Linked DNA regions of Mus musculus: regions 2 and 3 are each linked to region 1. A link is a contact called in public HiChIP or PLAC-seq and Micro-C data. All regions are on one chromosome and are shown on one strand. Each heading gives the region's core, a stretch centred on a gene start, on an enhancer-like site or on the middle of the called end of the contact. The rest is flanking DNA. Distances are from core to core; before and after follow the strand shown. Region 1 holds the start of Mirc35hg (microRNA cluster 35, host gene). Region 2 holds the start of Tnpo3 (transportin 3). Region 3 holds the start of Irf5 (interferon regulatory factor 5).

What was found. Hi-C and Micro-C count contacts between places; a contact is called where the count stands out from the background. HiChIP or PLAC-seq counts read pairs in DNA pulled down with a chosen protein or histone mark.
Region 2: an HNF4G HiChIP or PLAC-seq map of pancreatic cancer cells shows a contact between it and region 1. The contact joins the promoter of Tnpo3 here to the promoter of Mirc35hg in region 1. A contact is called at or near these places in 3 of 39 promoter capture datasets (frontonasal cranial neural crest, liver and second pharyngeal arch cranial neural crest), 1 of 484 Hi-C or Micro-C datasets (embryonic stem cells) and 1 of 115 datasets of contacts at active chromatin or transcription factors (pancreatic cancer cells).
Region 3: a contact with region 1 is called in a Micro-C map of embryonic stem cells, with 4 times the contacts expected there. The contact joins the promoter of Irf5 here to the promoter of Mirc35hg in region 1. A contact is called at or near these places in 3 of 484 Hi-C or Micro-C datasets (all in embryonic stem cells) and 1 of 115 datasets of contacts at active chromatin or transcription factors (embryonic stem cells).

Annotation. Positions count from the first base shown.
Region 1 is chr6:30,172,684-30,175,463 of GRCm38.p6, forward strand. It overlaps Mirc35hg (microRNA cluster 35, host gene), which reads right to left and starts at 1,442. Exons shown (of 2, transcript NR_126540.1): 1 at 997-1,442.
Region 2 is chr6:29,608,471-29,611,170 of GRCm38.p6, forward strand. Tnpo3 (transportin 3) reads right to left here and starts at 1,379. Exons shown (of 23, transcript NM_177296.5): 1 at 896-1,379. The coding sequence starts at 1,015.
Region 3 is chr6:29,525,332-29,528,031 of GRCm38.p6, forward strand. It overlaps Irf5 (interferon regulatory factor 5), which reads left to right and starts at 1,294. Exons shown (of 9, transcript NM_012057.4): 1 at 1,294-1,443.

The DNA.
Region 1 (2,780 bases), core at 192-2,691:
GTACCTGGCTCAGTGTGAAAACTGGACTCTTAGTCCTCAGGAGGTTAGCCAGCAGGAAACCTAGAAGGCCCTGTCCTAACTATCTCTGACAGAGACGGCGCCCAATAGGGCACCCGCCCCCCATCTCTGTCCCTAATCTCCTAATCAGAATTGCATCCCTTGCGCTAGCAGATCTTTCTACTTAGTGTAGGGGTGCCAAGGATGAAGGAAGGGCTCAGCCTGTAGGGCTCCGCAGAACTGAGCGATCCCTGATGCCTGGGCTGCATCGCCACTGCCGGTAACTATTGGATACACCGACTAGTAAAACATCCGAGACATGTTCCGGGGGCAGGATTCTGGGGACCTGGGAGCAGCCCTTGCTAACCGAATTGGTTCGGACTCAGAACTGGTATCCGCTTGCTCCAGGCCGGAGGATACAGAAGGAAGGCAAGCTGAGTTCTTGGACCAGCTTTTCCCAGGGGACTGGGCGGGGCAGGCTCCGGGCCACGGAAGCGATAACCAACCTGCAGTGAAACCCTGAGAAGGGGCTGGAGAAACCAGCTCGACGCAGGAACGCTCCCCAGCCCGCGTCGCGGCCAGCCTCCCGGCCTTGCACTTCCTCCCAGGCCCAACAGGGCGGCGAAACTCCCGGGACCCCAGCCGAATTCCTCCGGGAGGCGACATTAGGGCGGGCAGCATCAGGCACCGAGCCAAACCCAACCTAGGCTCAAAATGCCCCCCGCTTTCTTCCCGCCCCGGGAACCGCACTGGATGCGGTGCACATGGTACTGAGGGCCCCGTCCCCTGGCACCTCGCCGGCATCCCCGCCAAAAGGCCAAGGAAGTCAGGAATTCACAGTGCCGCGTCATCCCCGAAGGCCACAGCCACGACGTGGCCTCTGCTTGCCCCTCCGGCCGCCCACAAAACTGGGTGCTAGAACTGTTGGCCCTCCGGCACCCGCTCCACCTTCTCCCTGGCCCAGCACTGGCTCCGCCCGGCCCCGCCCCGCACACTCACCTGCGCCGGCTCCGGGCTGGGCTCACCGCCGCCTCCCAGCTCTGCTCCGAGTCCACACCCGAGGAACTAGGCAAAAAAAGGGCCCTCGTTTGGAGCGGGCCCAATGGACAGAACTTGAGGCGTGCCCAGGTTGAGCCGAGAGCGGCGCCCCAAATCACCAGGACCTTGGCGGGAGGAGGTGGCGCCGGAGCGCGGAGCCCAGCGGGGGAACAAAGAGGAGCCGGGATGGGGCCGCGCGCTTCCTGGGTGTCGGGTGACAGGTCTGCAGGGGAAGGCCCCGGCCGAGCCACCTGAGGAGGAGCCTCTTCCACGCAGCAGGCGGGGTAGGGCTGAATGGTCACCGAGCCCCAGAGGCAGACGAAAGGGGTGCACCAGGTGTGACGATCGTGTTCAAGGAAGGAGGCTAGCAGGCTCCGGCGCCGAGACCCGGGGGCTCGACGGAGTGCAGAGATAATGACTCCGGGAGGGTTTTACCGCCCCCAGCGCCCCGCCCGCCCCCCGCGCCGCGCCATTGGCTCAGGTGCTGTGGGGCGGGGGAGGGACGGGAGGCGGACCGAAGATGATTCACCTTGAATGTTGCTCCGGTTGGTGCGCGTCGTAGGGCACGCCCGACCGGGACTGCGGATACGTCGCGAGCCCCGCCTGTTCGCCGAACCCAGCTGGGTTTGGCCCCTAAGGGGTCCCGCTGCCCACTCGCTGTTCTAGCCTCCTACCTTGGGCTGGGGTGCCGCCGGCCGAGGTGTGCCCCGATGCCCTACCATCCCACCTCCCTCTGAACCCCTTGCTAGCCAAGGTGTGTGTAGCACAGCAAACTTGGAAATCCGACTCTGGGCTGGGGGAGGGGAAGTGCGTTTGGAGGCCAGGAGTACTGTGGGACCACACTAGACGGTACTCTGCAGCCGGAGAACTGGCCACAGTCTGTTCTGCCTCGGTGGGAGCACCCTGGCCCGAAGGTAGAGAGTTGGAGTGGGCACCAGAGGCTCGCCACTCGTCCTAACCCACCTTTGCCTAGCCCTGAAGCCTCACAGGTGTCTGGCCGCCGCCGCCGCAGGGAACAAAGACCGCCTGTCCCGGAAGGGGGAGGGGAAGGGAAGCCACCCCCAGACCCCTTCCCATCTCCCTTCCTGCCCCTCCACTGCCGCAGTGGCTCCCCCGGGAGGGGGCGGGGCCATCTGGAACGAGGACGGGGATTAGATCCCTCGGAACCTTCTTAGCTAGGATGCCACCCCGGAGCCTCTGGGGAGGAGCAGAGTTAAGGTACACCCTAGCTGTCTCGTTTGAAGTGGCCTCTTCCTTCTCCCCAGCATCCTGAGACCAGAGAGTGCGCACATCCCCCTCCCCTGCTTTGAGCGCCCTCCCATTCCCTGCCGCGCCCGGCTGCCCCAGACGGCAACCACAGTTCAAAACCAGATTAAAATAAAACGTTAATCCGCCTTCCTCCCTTTTAGCTCCTAGTTCTCCCAATGAATCCGGGCAGGTCTGACCGCCTAGAAGCCTCTAAAACCGGGTGTGGGGGTGGGGTGGGGCTTAGCTGATGTTCCCACCAAACTAAAGGGCCCTTGCGCTGAGACTGAAAACCTTGAGCTCAAGCGAAGTAAATGGATTAGGGGAACCGAGCCCCTGGATTCCTCCCTCCCCTGCTGTCTGCCAGGGTCCGAGAATGACGCTGCAGATACGAACCCTTCTAGATACTCAGCTCCTGGGCAAGACCTGCTTCAGCCATGGATGTTACAGACAGATGGCTCCGGAGGCAAGACCCACCCCAAGGCAGGAAGGCCAGGACC
Region 2 (2,700 bases), core at 129-2,628, 560 kb before region 1:
GAGAGCTAGAGATGTAGGCAGGACTGGATCCCCAGCACCAAACACAAGGAAAAGAAAAAGAAAGTAGGTACTTAGTCTGTTAAGAGGCTCCTTAGTTTTCAAAGAATTTCACAGTTCATAGACTAAAACCTAAACACTGTCAGCAAAATCACAAGCTATTAAAATTCATAAAAAATAAAAACATAGCAAAGGTGAGTGTGAAAAATCATGGAAGAAAATACAAAGTGTGAGTCAAAAAATGAAAAAACATGAGCCCAAAAATTTAACATGTGGAAATACGATAGATACAACACACACTCCACCACATGCTCACAAAAATATGGACTAATTAATATAGCTATGATAGCCATCTTACAAATAAAAACGTACAGGCAGAAGAAATACAGTAGGAATCTGATATAAAACAAAAGAACTACAAAGATTTCCTGAAACCATAACTAATTTTTCTTTATATTACGTTGCACTCCAATGAGAGGAGAAAATTTGTACGAACACGAATCTAGAAGCCTGAGAAATTTCGAGAATAACACGAATGAAAATCGGCAAGGGACACTGAGGGGTGAGTAAGGCTGCCAAAGGGAAGGTATTGCCAGATGCAACTCTTGAATACGGAAGGTGTACCAAAAGCACTTAAAGGAGAGCCAGACCACAAGCGAGACGTACAGAACTACAAAACGGATTCCACAGACGAGGGAAAGGGCCCGTTCGTGACCAATCAGTTGCCACTGGTTTCCGAAAGGCAGCACATCTGTGGCTGCTCAGCCCCACCCCGCGGCACCAGCTCCTTCGGAAAGAGGATCTCCCACTGCCAAGCGCTCCACTCAAGCGGAGAACCATCCCATCCCACTCGGCCCTGGTCCCGCGCGGCTCAGAACGGACTCTCCCCGAACCTCACCGAACGCTGCAGCTCCCCAAGCCAAAACGAGGCGCGCTCCTTTCCGCTGGGATCCGGGTCGTGGTAAAGCGCTTGCACCGCCTGGTACACGAGCTGCAAGGTTGGCTTGGCTCCCTCCATGCTGGCGGGAGCGGCGGCGATGACAGCAAAGAGCCCGATACTCCTCCCTAGGCTTCCGCTTGCTCTGCCTTCAAGCGTCCTCACTGTCTCGGCCACAGCCGCTCCCTGACTGGCGCCATCTCCTCCTTTCTGGCCGTTACCAGGGAAGGGGGGTTCCTCGTGGAAGTTGCCCCCTCGGAAACAGCGGAGAGGTCGCTTTCAGGTTCCTGCCTCCTTTTTGTCTTGTCTTCCCGCCAGAATCGCAGACTCTCGAGTCCGGACACGGGTTCTGGCTTCTGCACCTCCCGCCTTGCTCGCAGAGGCCTACCTCCGCATGACACGAACCACGCAGCGAGCCGAAGCAGGGCTTCCCCGGGCCGGAAGTGGCCGTCCGTAGACTTTGGCACACTTCCGCCTGGTGCACCACAAACTGCCTCCTTCCCGGCACGCCTCCTCTTGTTTCCCCCGCCTCCTCCCGGAAGTGACCCTGCCGGACTAGGAGAACCAAGGGGAAGTAGGCACAAGGTAGTCAGTCTCCTAGGTGCGTAAGTCTTTATTTGAGCTTCAAGTCTGGCTACTCTTAACGTTCCTGACCAAATCTTATCTCGTCAGCAAGGAATCCAAAGTCTTTCCTCCCGGTTCCTACTTCTTCACCCGTCTCCAAGGAGTGTTTAAGAAACATCAGTTCAGCCGGGCGTGGTGGCGCACGCCTTTAATCCCAGCACTCGGGAGGCAGAGGCAGGCGGATTTTTGAGTTCGAGGCCAGCCTGGTCTACAGAGTTCCAGAACAGCCAGGGCTACACAGAGAAACCCTGTCTCAAAAAAAAAAAAAAAAAGAAAGAAAGAGAGAGAGAGAGAGAGAAAGAAAGAAAGGAAGAGAGCCTGTAATCTCAGCTCTTGGAAGTTAGCCACAACACCATCAGGAGGAATTCAAGACCAGCCTCTAATACGTGGAACTCTGTCTCTTTAAAAAAAAAAACCAAAAAAAAAAAAAAAAAAAACAGCCAAGCGGTGATGGCAGACAGGTTTAATCCCAGCACTCTGGAGTCAGAGGCAGGCCTAACTCTTGAGTTTGGACCAGCCTAGTCTACAGAGCAAGTTCCTGGACAGCCAGGAATACACAAAGAGACCTTGTCTCAGAAAATAATTAACAAATAAATAAATAAATGACAAACAAAATCAACTGTCTAGCAATCCTCAGTTAACATGCCAGTTTCCCAATATTGCTGCTTCACTAAAAATAACTGTTAGTATCTAATGAAGGCTGACCATGTGTAATGTAATGTAATGTAGTGAAAGATTAACAACCTTCCAAAATAAGTCCTTTTTTAATGAAATAGTTTTGGTTTGCTTATTTGTTTGTTTGTTTGTTTGTTTGTTTCGAGACAGGGTTTCTCTGTGTAGAGGGCCCTGGCTGTTCTGGAACTCACTCTGTAGACCAGGCTGGCCTCGAACTCAGAAATCCGACTGCCTCTGCCTCCCGAGTGCTGGGATTAAAGGCGTGCGCCACCACGCCCAGCTCTAATGAAATAGTTTTAAAGACTTATTTTTATGTGTATGAGTGTTTTGCCTACATATTTATGCATGTGCAACTTGGTCCTGGAGGAGTTACCGTGTGAGCTGCTATATAGATCCTGAGAATTGAGTGTGGGTTCTCTACAAGATCAGTGAGTGTGTCAACTCTCCAGCTCCTAAACCTCATTTTA
Region 3 (2,700 bases), core at 44-2,543, 650 kb before region 1:
TAGTTAAGAGCATCTGCTGTTCTTGCAGTAGACCTGGATTCAGATCTCAGCACCCACACCCCCTCGCTCACAACAGTCTCTAACTCCAGTTCCAGAGAATCCAGCGCCCTCTTCTGGTCTCTGCAGGAACTGCATGTTCACGATGCACATGCATGCTGACAAAATACTCATATACATAAAAAATAAAATAAATCACTAAAAAGAATTAAGATGGTAAACATTTAAAATATATGTGCTTATATCTTTAGTTAAGCTGCCTGCGATGCTACACCAAATCTCAGCTACTCAAGGCATCTGAGCCAGGAAAATCGTTTGATTCCTGGAGTTGGAGACCAGCACCGGCAACACAACTTTTTACCCTTAAAAGAGTTAAAACCCAAGAAACAAATACAATAACCCTTTAGAATTATGACAGGGCAGAGAAGGCAGGCACTTAGTAGCACAGTGCTTGCTTAGAATGTGCAAGGTCCTGGGTTCCATTATCAGTAAAATACAAATATAAAAATAAAAATTACTATAGATCATGAACCATGCAAGACAGGGTTGGTTCCCAACTAAGCTGAATTTCAGTGGAAATTAGACGTTAAAATCATATGGAAAAATCAAACGGAAAGACTCTGGAAGTCGTCTCCACCCCTCCTCCAAACCAATCAACAAATTACACCAAAACACAACAAACCAAAAGCTGACTCAAGGAAGGGGTAGACCTTCCTGGAAAAAACACTTAGACTATCAAATAATATGATGCTGACCCAAAAGTTGAAGAGTGAGAATCAGCGAATAATGTTCCTACATGAACAGGATGTGTGGAAGTTGAGGCCAGCATCGACTCGGACAGGAAGGCCCGTTTATGGAACCGGGAGGTCGGGGTGGGGGTGGGAACCCGCTCAAAGGGCAAACCCAAACCACGGTGAAGGTAAGGGCAAAAGAAGAGGTGGGCTTGTCAGTCACATGGTGAGTTGGAGCGGTCCGGAGGGCCAGTGTTAAGGCTGAGGAGACAGAGTGGCCCAAGGTATGTTGAAAGGGAGCTCTCAGGGGTCTCCCAATGCCCTGGAGTGTGGCTCCATCGACGCCCGCGCGCAGCGGATCTCCAGCTCCAGGCGGGCGCGGACTAGGTGAGGACAGGCTACAGGGTATCTGGGGACTGGGTGATGGATGACTCTGTCTCCCCGGATTCCCAAAGGAGCCCGGCGAGGGGCGCCGAGCTGTCTGCGGTCTCGCGGAGGCCCCGGGCTTCCCCGCGGTGGGCGGTGGATGGGTAGGGGCCCGGGGCGCGGGGTGGTGGCGAGGGGCGGGGCGGGGCGCTGCCCCGGGCGGGGGCGGCGCGATGCGGAAGTGCGGGGCGGGCTGGGCGACCCGCGGGCGGTGCAGCTCGGCGAGAGCTCAGCTCGGCCGCAGCGCCAGGCCGGGGCTCCAGGCTCCCCGCGGGCGCACAGCAAACAGGTAGGTCCCGGGGCTGTGGGCTGTGTTGGGCTCCTCGCCCCGAGGGCGGTGGGAACAGCCCCGGGCTTCAGCCAAGCCACGGCTCCGACCCACGGCGACCTGCACGCCCCGGGCACCTGCCAACGGGGCCAGCGGGGTCGGGATCCCGCTCCTCCGCGGTGGGCGATGATCGAAGGCGGCGCCGGGCCAGCGCGAATGGCTCCAAGGCGCTCCGCACCAGGCCAGCTCGGAGTGCCGGGCTCCGGCCGCCAACGTTCGCATGCTCGGGGAAAGTCCCAAGGGCCCAGTGGACATCCCCACTGCGCCTCGCCAGGGTCAAGGATGCCAAGCGCCCTGTCACAGTCTGGCGGGGACCAGGGAGGAGCGAGTTTCCGACCCCGACCCTGTCGGCACACAGCTCGTCTCTCCTCCCCGGCCACACCTCACTTTTTCGACTAAAGAGGTTGAGGTGTCAAGCAGCGATCCCTCCCAAGGATCTTAAAGCCAAGGACAGGAATCTGTGGGAATAGAGTTTGAGGGGAGACGTTGTCAAATAGAGGCTCTGCTCCTTGACTCGTAGCTCAAAAGGGGACGACGATTTATTCTTAGCTGTTGAGAAGAATCGGGGCGGGGGCTGATTAATGCTTGGTCTAGTTTCTTGACGGCCTGCCCCTAAACTTAAGAAGTAACAACTTAGAATCTGAACGTGAAGGGAAAGTGTAGTTGGGCCGAAACGCAGGCGGAGAGATGTCCCGGGCCAGTATTCGCCCTCGGTGCAGATGTCTCCCAGACTCCAGGTGTCTCTCGAACCTCCAGAGGACCCAGAGCGGGTACCTAGTAGCAGGGGTGGAAGTGGGGGCTTTCTTGGCCTCCTCCTGGCATAGCAAGGCGGACACGTCCCGGTCCAGAGGAGCGGACCAGGAACGGACACTAAGCCAGTAACCCCGCGATGACTCCAGGGGCTGACCCAGGTTCCTTCCCACCCCCACCCCCCTTCCCTCCGCGTTATGCCCCGGGTGGAGTCTGCCGGGATGATCAGGAGGGAACGACCTGGCCTGAACTCCAAAGTGAGGATAAGTGATCAGGACCAGAAAGGATGTGGACGGGGCTGACGGAGGCTGGAGAGGCTAAAAGCCTCGCATGAGGACCTGTGTGATACAGTACAGCATTCGCCCTCTCTACTCCCTAAGCTCCTGGCTAAAGTCTAGGAAAGAGATAGGTAGGAGACCACTCCTATTAACTAAAAGTCCTTCGGGGGTTTTCCCTTGAACTCTGGCC